Regions from separate parts of the Cyprinus carpio genome. Here region 1 is linked to region 2. A link is a contact called in public Hi-C data. All regions are on one chromosome and are shown on one strand. The core of a region is the stretch at or near the end of the contact, and the rest is flanking DNA. Distances in the headings are between cores, read along the strand shown. Region 1 has its middle 62 kb from the start of LOC109076348. Region 2 has its middle 82 kb from the start of trnai-uau.

What was found. Hi-C and Micro-C count contacts between places; a contact is called where the count stands out from the background.
Region 1: a Hi-C map of skeletal muscle shows a contact between it and region 2, with 2.1 times the contacts expected there. The contact joins two enhancer-like sites. A contact is called at or near these places in 3 of 8 Hi-C or Micro-C datasets (liver and skeletal muscle).

What each region holds. Positions count from the first base shown.
Region 1 is chrB13:9,359,608-9,364,341 of ASM1834038v1, forward strand. No RefSeq gene overlaps it. Among protein-coding and RNA genes, the nearest start is that of LOC109076348, 62 kb to the right of the region's middle. Within about 2 kb of position 2,209, at least 3 of the 8 cell types and tissues checked have an H3K27ac peak or open chromatin away from gene starts, as enhancers often do. A contact at or near this core is called in skeletal muscle, where this site is marked.
Region 2 is chrB13:9,305,224-9,310,090 of ASM1834038v1, forward strand. No RefSeq gene overlaps it. Among protein-coding and RNA genes, the nearest start is that of trnai-uau, 82 kb to the left of the region's middle. Within about 2 kb of position 2,163, at least 1 of the 8 cell types and tissues checked has an H3K27ac peak or open chromatin away from gene starts, as enhancers often do. A contact at or near this core is called in skeletal muscle, where this site is marked.

The sequences.
Region 1 (4,734 bases), core at 959-3,458, 54 kb after region 2:
CAATATCAGGCCTCCCATTGTGTTTTGTTTGAGTTGTTCAGTGAATATGCCCATGTAAACAGAATACATCTGAAAATATTTACTCTAAGAATGGAGAATTCCATTAGAGGCTTGTATGTGCGAGTGACCTGAGTGTGATTCCGGCTCGGGCCACTTCCTGATCCTACCCTCCTCAACATTTCCTGTCACTTCACTACTTCGCTTGCTGATTAAAAGCAAAAAACTCATAAAAAGATTGGAAAAGACTTTAATAATGTCCATCATCCTTGTTTGTGCCTTTGTTTGGGTGAGTTTGTGTGTAGAGGCGTTCTGAAGTCAGACTGGCTTGTGTGTGTGAGAGAGAGAATTCATTTCTAAGTCAGAGACATGTTCTCCGGCCCATAATTAATGGCTCTGATGGAGATTCTGGACAATGAGGCCCTTTCAGTGTCGTAGGGAACGGCTCCTCGGGCCACATTGTTGCCCCCTCCATAACTCCTGACAGCTGGGTAAGCGAGGGAAACTCAGGCCCAGCGGGGGCAAGAGACGCCACGGCCTAAAAACGGCCCTGCGCCTACCAAATTGGATTAGAAGAGCTCAAAAAGAATGACAGAGTAAAAGAGGAGAGAAAGTGAGAGTGAGAGGGAGGGGGTGGGGGGTTGGTGAACTAAATAAAACTCATCAAGCTGGCGGTCGTAGCCGCAAAGTTAGCTGGACTCACAGTAGGACCCCTCTCATTTCCTCTGAGAGCGAAGGAACAGGACGGCTGAGGAGAGGTTGCTGGGAAGCTGTGATTGTTATTGATTTGAAGAGTTTTTAGAGGGACGGACTTGTCTTTTGATGTCACTGAGGCAACTTCAAAGTTGATGAGCAAGATGAGCTATTGATATTTGGGTTTCATTAGATTCATACGGCCAAACCCTATGCTTGTGATTTGTACTTTCTGAGAGCATGTTTTTGGTTGTAAGATTAATGCAACAGACAAAAAACGGAGACAAAAGGGGGAAAGCAGACAGACGGATAGACAAAAAGATGAAAAGAGATAGAAAGAAAGAGAGCAGAGTGAATAATCTTGACAGAGTTGAGTTGAGTTTCAGCCACACCAGGCTGCCTGCCCAGAGAAGCAGTGTGTGTGTGTGTGTGTGTGTCTGTCTGTCTGTCTGAAGGGGGCTGCTTTTTCAAATGGTCCAGTGGGCCGACAGTAATCTTTGCGACAGCACCTCCTGCCAAGCCAGTATCCCGTCATTGACCACTGAGAGAGGATGCCATTCAGAGAGCTTATTCACAAACGTTGCTATTTCCTTACACTAACTCTACTGTACTGATCTATAATATGTTTTCCAATAGTCGCTTTATCAAAGGATTTTGAAGTTTTCACACATAACAGGACTTTGATTTTAGTAGAAGGAAAAGAATCCCTTAAATTGGAAAATATTTCCTTACACTCAGAGAATATTATATATATATTATCATTTTTGAAAACATTTGTGAATTATTATTAAAATAATAAAAACATAGTATTAGTTTTTACAATTATTTAATGATTAGAAAGCTTAAAAGAACAGCTTTTATTTCAAATAGAAATATTTAGCAATATTATAAATATCTTTAATGTCACTTTTGATCCATTTAATGTCTCCTTTCTACATAAAAGTATTTTAGAATAAAAGTACAAGTATTAATTTATCTTAAATCTTACTGACCTTAAACTTTTGAATGGCTTCTTAGTAGGGAAAAAAATAGCATAGCTCAGTTAATTTGGTTTTCTGAGAAAAAAAAAATGCGTTCAAATTTAGGTTAATCTAAACACATATTGAGATGCAGAGATGAAACTTTAGAGGAGACACCTGGTCTTTTTCTGAGAAGAAAAATATAAGCAAGAGAAATTTCTCTGTATTTAATCTCAGTGCTGTCTAGGAAAAACAACTGAGATATTGCAGAGATCATATTTGTTGAATGATCTGTGGCATGTGTGGCTTTAGTGTCACTAGGGGGCGCTGTGGTCATCTGTGTGTGAAAATGGGCCATGGAAATTCTGTCACATAATTCTACTCTCTCTGCCCTTCTTTCTCTCTATCTTATCTGTCTATCTCTTACTTTTATAGTCAGACCAATGCACTGTTAGTTTGGTGTGGTTCAGGCTTTTGTATTCGCAAAGTAACTGGGCCAGTTTTTCTTGTGATGCATCTGTTTTACTTGGAAAGCTTTTCTTGGCACACACAGCACGAGGTTTAACACAAACACACTGTCTTCGCTCCTCATTTCTTCTCCGAAGAAAAGTAAACCAGCACAAACTCTGACCTTTACATACTCTTTGTCAAGACCATGGAAACAGGTTGGCATTTCTGTGCTAATAGCATTTTGGTTAGATTAATGTGTGTGCATTTGTAACTATGGCCTTGGCCACGCTGTTTGTCCACACAACAGATTCCTTGAGTGTCTGTATACTAGCCTAGCTAGGTGAGAGGCAGACATCACAAACACACATCCATGCACACTGTTTCTGTTTTTAGACATCAGGGCAGATGGACAGGTGTTGAAACAGCAGACAGCATAGTCTCACAGTGAGTCAGCCTGCCAGACAACCTAGGGGTCACACACACACACATACACACGCGCAGTCATAACTAGGGTCATGGCAATAGTCACTGAAGCCACATAGACCAGTAGGCCTGTTTTAGAGCGACGGAGGCAAAAATAAACCCTGAGGAATGACATAGAAGCCACACACAGCTCTGCTGATGTATCCAAACGCTGTCTTTAGTCTCAGCCACTCACACACAAAAAAACTGATATTCTGCATATTCTTTTAGAATCGTGTTCGTTTTTCTGAACAATTGCAACAAAATTGATTCTGAAGCGCATTTATAGATGGTTTGAAATTTTAATATAATTCGATTTTTGTAAATCCTCTGATAGTCTCATGCAACTCAAGTTCAAGACAGCGATGTGGCACGATGAGCATGAGCCAAGGCAAAGTTTCCAGATTTCCATCAATCTTTTTGTAAAGATTTTTGAAAAAGAAATTAACCCTTTTATTCAGCAAGGTTCTGATTGATCAAGTGGCAGTATAATGTCTTCTATACATCAGAATAAAATATATCATGGATTCAGCAAAAATATTAAGCAGCACAAATTTTTTCAACATTGATAATAATCAGAAATGTGTCTTGAGCAGCAAATCAGCATATTAGAATGATTTCTGAAGGATCATGTGACACTGAAGACTGGAGTAATGATGATGAAAATTCAGCTTTGATCACAGGAGTAAATTGCATTTAAAAATATCTTAAAATATAAAACAGATATTTTAAAATGTAATTATATTTCACAATATTGCTGTATTTTTATCAAATAAATGCAGCATTGATGAGCATAAGAGCAAACAATATTAAATACACACTATATTGTCTAAACAAATGGATCAGATTTCAAAATGATGACTAGCAAAATGTGAACATCAATCCTATAGACCAGTTTTGAGCACACACACAAAAACTGATTTTCTGTGTATATGGGTGGATAGACTGAATATTTATTGGTCTTCTTTCTCAATTGGTCACAGGAATCAGGATGTGAAGGTATAAGATGGCCTGTTTGGGGAGGTAAAATTAACTGCACAAATATACTTTAGATTTCCTCCTCTCATCTTGAGGCCCAGACAGAATGTGTCAAATATTCTGAATTCGCTGAGCTGATTTTAGAAGAAAAATCTGCTGAAGTCTGTGGAATGGATTTAAGCATGTGAAAATGTGTCAGTTTGAAGAAATGTCTGACAGGTAGCTGAAAGCATAATTAAATTAGCCAAAATATTTCATAAACAAACATGCAGCGAAACAGAACTTTGCAAATGATCGGCGTTCCATTTCTGGAATTCTGCAGAGCTTTTTCTGGAGTTCTGCAGACACTTTACATGTGGACTTGCTAATTATGTAAATATAATCATTTCCATTGGTTCATTTGTAGATAATGCCAGTTAATTCCTGCCAGTTTGCAAATAGTTGTACAGCACTACAGTATTCTTGAAATTAGTGTGTGTGTGTGTGTGTGTGTGCGCGCACGCGCGTGTGTGTGTGTGTGTGGGTGTGTGTGTGTGTGTTTGTGTGTGTGTCATGGAGTTCATTACAGGCTACAGCATGTTTTGTTACCATAAGAATTAAGCGTTCCATGGGGGGGGGGGGTGGATGGTGACCCGGGGGTGAGGAGTGCTGCGTGGGATGGATGCAGGTCACAGCCTGTCAGAGAGATAGAGGGGGTGAAAGCGAGGGAATGAGAGAGATGGATGGATTGTGGATTGGATGACTGGTGCCTCCAGACGGATCTTGGGTTACTGTGTCTGCAGCTGTGGCTCTGATCCTCGAGGTTCGACCAGCACCCTGTCCACACACACATACAGTACATGCTTATACTGCATATACATGCACATCAGTACAAAACAGCTTGCATACAAACACACACTCATGCACAAGATCATGGGATTGTCACTCGAACCAAGATGTGCTATTACAACTGACTTGACATACTGTTTGTGTGGCGCAATTGGTTAGTGCATTCCTGTGTATGTCTGTCACTTAAAAACCCATTTTACTTCCATCGTTTCATGCATCTCAAAGTAAAACAAAAGGAATCATAAAATGTGGATGTGGCATACCTGAATGGACCAGGTGATTGGAAAAAGGGGGATGGAAAAAGTAAACAGCCTTGGTGATATTAACCAAAATGAAAAGTTGTGAAATTTAGCTTTAAAAAAAATAT
Region 2 (4,867 bases), core at 913-3,412:
GGTCTCTCAACCGAGGTTGTTGAGACTGTTCTCCAATCCAGAGCTCCCTCAATGAGGAAACTGTATGTCTTGAAGTGGAAGATTTCACTTCTTGGTGCGGAGACCGCCAGCTCGACCCAGTTAAACTGCCCGGTTGGTACAGTGCTGGAGTTCCTGCAGGCCCTTCTCTCCGCAGGGTTGACCCACTCCACCCTGAAGGTCTACGTGGCGCCCATTGCGACCTACCGCGCCCCTCTCGGTGGCCAGTCAGTGGGCAGACACCCTCTGGTTACACGTTTCCTCTGCGGTGCGCTGAGGCTAAGGCCCTTCGCCAGTAGAAGCTTAGGCTAAGCGGTGGATTAGGATGCTATCCTGAAGCCTCGAGTCCTCTGATCTCCCCTCTCTTGGGGGTCAAGTCTCACTCCTCTGAAGTTTGGCCATTGGACGGGTTGTCCCGATTACTGTCAGGGTCCTGACTCCTTCTCTTGCTTTAGCTGTGCAGTTTCCCACACTAGGCAGAGATTTGTAAGTCTGGCGGCGTGGGCATTCTCGTTCCCCAAAGCGTCACCGACGCAGCTCGAGTTCCTGAAGAGGAACGTCTAAGGTTACGTATGTAACCCTGGTTCCTCGAAGGAACGAGACACTGCGTCGCAGTGCCACACTTCCGGCATCTCTGGCCGGCGCTTGCTTCATCCTTGAGGCTGGATACCGGCTTCGCCGCTCGTGCTTTTATGCTTCCTGGTCTATGACGTCACCCGCCTATGACGTCTCGCCCATCCATTGGACTGATTACACACGTGATTCAGAGACGTCACGCTAGAGGCGTTCCCCAAAGCGTCACCGACGCAGCGTCTCGTTCCTTCGAGGAACCAGGGTTACATACGTAACCTTAGACGTTTTCCATTAAGTTCTAACAATATTTCACAATATAGTTTTTTAACTAAAACAGTTATTTTAAGTTCTAACAATATTTCACAATATAGTTTTTTAACTATATTTTTGACCAAATAAATGCAGCTTTAATTAGCATAATAGACTTCTGTATATATTATATTATATTATATTATAATATAAAAAAATATTATATTATATTATATTATATTATATTATATTAAAACATTTATCGATATAAAATCATTTCTATGTGAATATGGTAAACATTAAGTATCATTGTATTGCCATGTCATACCATCTGTACCATGGTAACACCACAGTAAGGGTTTGCCTGGAGTTTAAGACCACATATAGTTCAGTGTTACAAGGGTTTGTGGGTCAAACTCATCATTACTCCTAACCCCGTTTGACCCTCCACACATTTCACCTCTGTCTGTCACTATCAGCGGGTTTATTTGTTTTGGTGTTTTCCGTGTGTTCAGCAATCAGCATTGCTGCTGTGGTTGCTGATTGCTGTGTGTTAATGAGGTCAAGGTGGCAAACCCTGTTCTGTATGTGTGACATAAACAAATATAGTTACAATGGAAGGATTTATACAAGTCTTTCCTCCGCCTCACATACACACACAGCCTACAATGAAATAGCAATCCTCCAAATGTCTCAGTTTGACTAATGCATCCTATCACTCATGTTTGTTTATGGTTTAATGATTAATGGTTCATAGGGGTGACATATCTTGCTTGCATAAGTTCCTCAAAACATCACGTTGATGCTTTCCAGGTTCACTTAGGACATGTATTACTCAAATATCTGTATCTAGATACGAGCCCCATTGCGCCTTCTCGTTTAGAGTTGCGTCAACTGTTGATTTGTCTCCTTCTTTTGCCTCATGATGCATAACAGAGCCCCCTAAATGACTCCAAAGAGGTTTTGATGTGTACTTTCAGATTTTTTAAGAATTGCTTCTTGGACTACTACTACTATTCTGTTGATTAATCACTGGATGAGTGAATTTGACAGGTCAAACCACCACTAGATGGCACTCTGATACTACACGACTCTCCTAGAAAACTGTTGCTATTTCTAAACTCTTTAGCATTGAAACCTGACATGATGATTGAGCGATGAGCTCCCAGCCTGTTGCACCAACACAGTTTGGTGATCCTAGAATGGCAAGGTCAGGAACAAACAGTTCTTCTGGACTTTTAGTTCACTTTTGTGGATCTCAATAGCAAGAGGACAAACTCTGAGGCTCAGGACATTGTGAATGGAGATACAGTAGACTGTCAGTCACATTGCTTAGCAAATAATCATTCTTTAATGGGCTATTTCAACTTAGTGCTGAGCATATAGTCATTTAGGCCAATTATAGCCCTCGACTGCCTGCTGTTAAGCAATTAGAGCGGTGAGCGACAGTGTAGCAGTGTAGCATTGAATGCTTAGTGTAGCCTGCTAAGACTTGACTCTTTTTTTTTCTTTCTTTTTCTTTCTTTCTTTCTTTCTTTCTTTCTTTCTTTCTTTCTTTCTTTCTTTCTTTCTTTCTTTCTTTCTTTCTTTCTTTCTTTCTTTCTTTCTTTCTATATTTCTTATCCTTTTCTTTCTCTAAATTAATTGCCATTTAGAATAATTTCTTCCAAAAGTAATGTATGGAAAAATGACGTGAGGACAAAACTCCAACAGAAAACTTACATGTTATTATTTTGGCAGTGATAATACATTTTTCAAACTGACTGCTGACTGGCACACTGATCCATCTCTCCCACCTCCATTAAAAGCATTCGCTCTTCTTTGTCTGTTGCTTGCGGTGGGAATTCTGTGTAGTGGCGCTGGAAACTGTGTGTGTGGTGGGATTTCTTCTCCTAACTGGAAATGAGCCATTCTGTTGCTGGGGCTGAAGGCCGTTGGACTGGAATTCTGTTCACTTGAAGTGGGGAAAAGAGGAATGGTGTCCCTGACCACAAGATTGCCAGGATATGGCTGCTTTGAATCTTGTAATAGGAATCAGAGACACAAGTGCCCTTCAGTTCCTTTACGCATGCAAACCACTTGAGCTTGCACACCGTATGTTAATCTTATTTCAGCAACACATTGTGAGCTTTCATCTCTGATGTGCATTATAAAACCAAATGATTGCTATACTAAATGCACGTCCTTAATGGTTTCATTATGTTTTTGTATGTGTGAAGTATTAATAACAGGTTACTAGCAGTCTCTGTGAAAATCAAAACATTGTTCTGTTTTTTTAACATTATAACTTGTCCAACACAGCAATACTGGCTCGATCAATTGTGTGAGTTTGGGGGGTTGGGGGTGTATCTGTTTTTATGGCCAATGGAAGACAGCATTCCCAGAAATTGCATTCACCTTTCAATGCTCCATCTATAATAATTTGTTTAAAAACATATATAGTGTGCACAACACTGCTGTCACTGTTTGACATGTCATGTCAGCTGCTCATCTTCATCACCTTTACTCATCCTCAGTTTAACAGTGCTGGCTAGGCATGACTCTGCAGAGCGGCTCTGCTCAGGGTCAGAAGATATTACAGCTTCTCCAGTTAGCAATCTTCAAATGCATCACATCCCTGTGCTCTCAGCCCTGCCTGTCTGCCTGTTTTCAAGCACTGTCCTGTTGTCGTGAGGTAACGTGAGCCTTCGTGAGGATTTTGGAAATCTTAATTGGACTTTGGGGGTGGGGTAGACGCCCAGGGAAATAAGTGGAAAGAGGACGGGGTCACAGGGCAAAGGCTTGTCTAAATGTCAGTGCTGTAAAGTTTCCCATTTGTTTATAAGCAGCCAAAAGCTTGATATTTTTTTGTTGTTGTTGTTATTCTAACAAAGATTTACTGGATTAAAACAGGGTTCTCTAAAGTCTTTATCATGCTAAATGCAGTCAAGCATTGTGATTATGTGTGGATATATTCCTTACTTTACAAAAAAAAAAAAAAAAAAAAAAAAAAATTATATATATATATATATTATATATATATATATATATATAAATATAATAAATCATTAAAAATAATACAATTGCAATTTTACAAAAAAAAAAACATAATAATAATTTTAACTAAATTAACACAATAAATAATTAAATTAATTTAATAATTATTAAAATTAATAAAAATGTATAATTATTTTTTATTATTATTTATATGCACCAGTACATAATTAATAATAATACTAATAATACAAACATGCAATACTCTTAAAATTTGTGTTGGTGATTTATTTATTTATTTATTTATTTCAACATTTTTTAAAGTCTCCTGTACATGTTTTTTCAATGTGTCTTTACTGATATTTATTTATTTATTTCCTTAACAAAAAAAATAATCAAAAATAAATAATACACAAAAATAAATAATAAAAAAAATTTAATAATAAAAAATATCTCCCACAAAGAAAAATGGCAAATTTATTCTAATAACGGTCTTAAAACACTTGATAAAATAAAATAAAATAAAATTAGCAAATAAAAATTGCTTTTGCCTAATTGCTCAAAAATGCATGACTGCATATCAGTGTGTCTATATTGTATGCAACTGAACATACTTTCATTGTGACATAAAATGTGCTCGTCACTCCACAGCTTTCTGTCTCATGAGAAAGAAAGTAGCAACCTTCCTGCCATTCACACAATTTTTGAGGTACTAAACCATGTCTACATCACAGTCTCTTTCTGTAAAATCAAACTTTGTTTGTTCTTCTGAATGGTCATGTGCAATATTAGATTCCCTGTGAATGCGTAAGTGCCATTATATCAGTGTACGTTCACACTGCAGGAATGTGGAGCGGAGCACAATATCCCACAACCCCCTGGGAAGCTCGCACAGCTGGTGAAGACATTAAGCATTCACACACAAATCATAGTAATTTTTAAATGCTCTCAGGTGCCAGGGCAGAAACACAAGCATGTGTGTATGAGAGGAGCACCTTGGTTTATCCATTCGTCTTCTTGTCTTTCTTGCGCTCTTGGTGGCTCACAGGCCTTT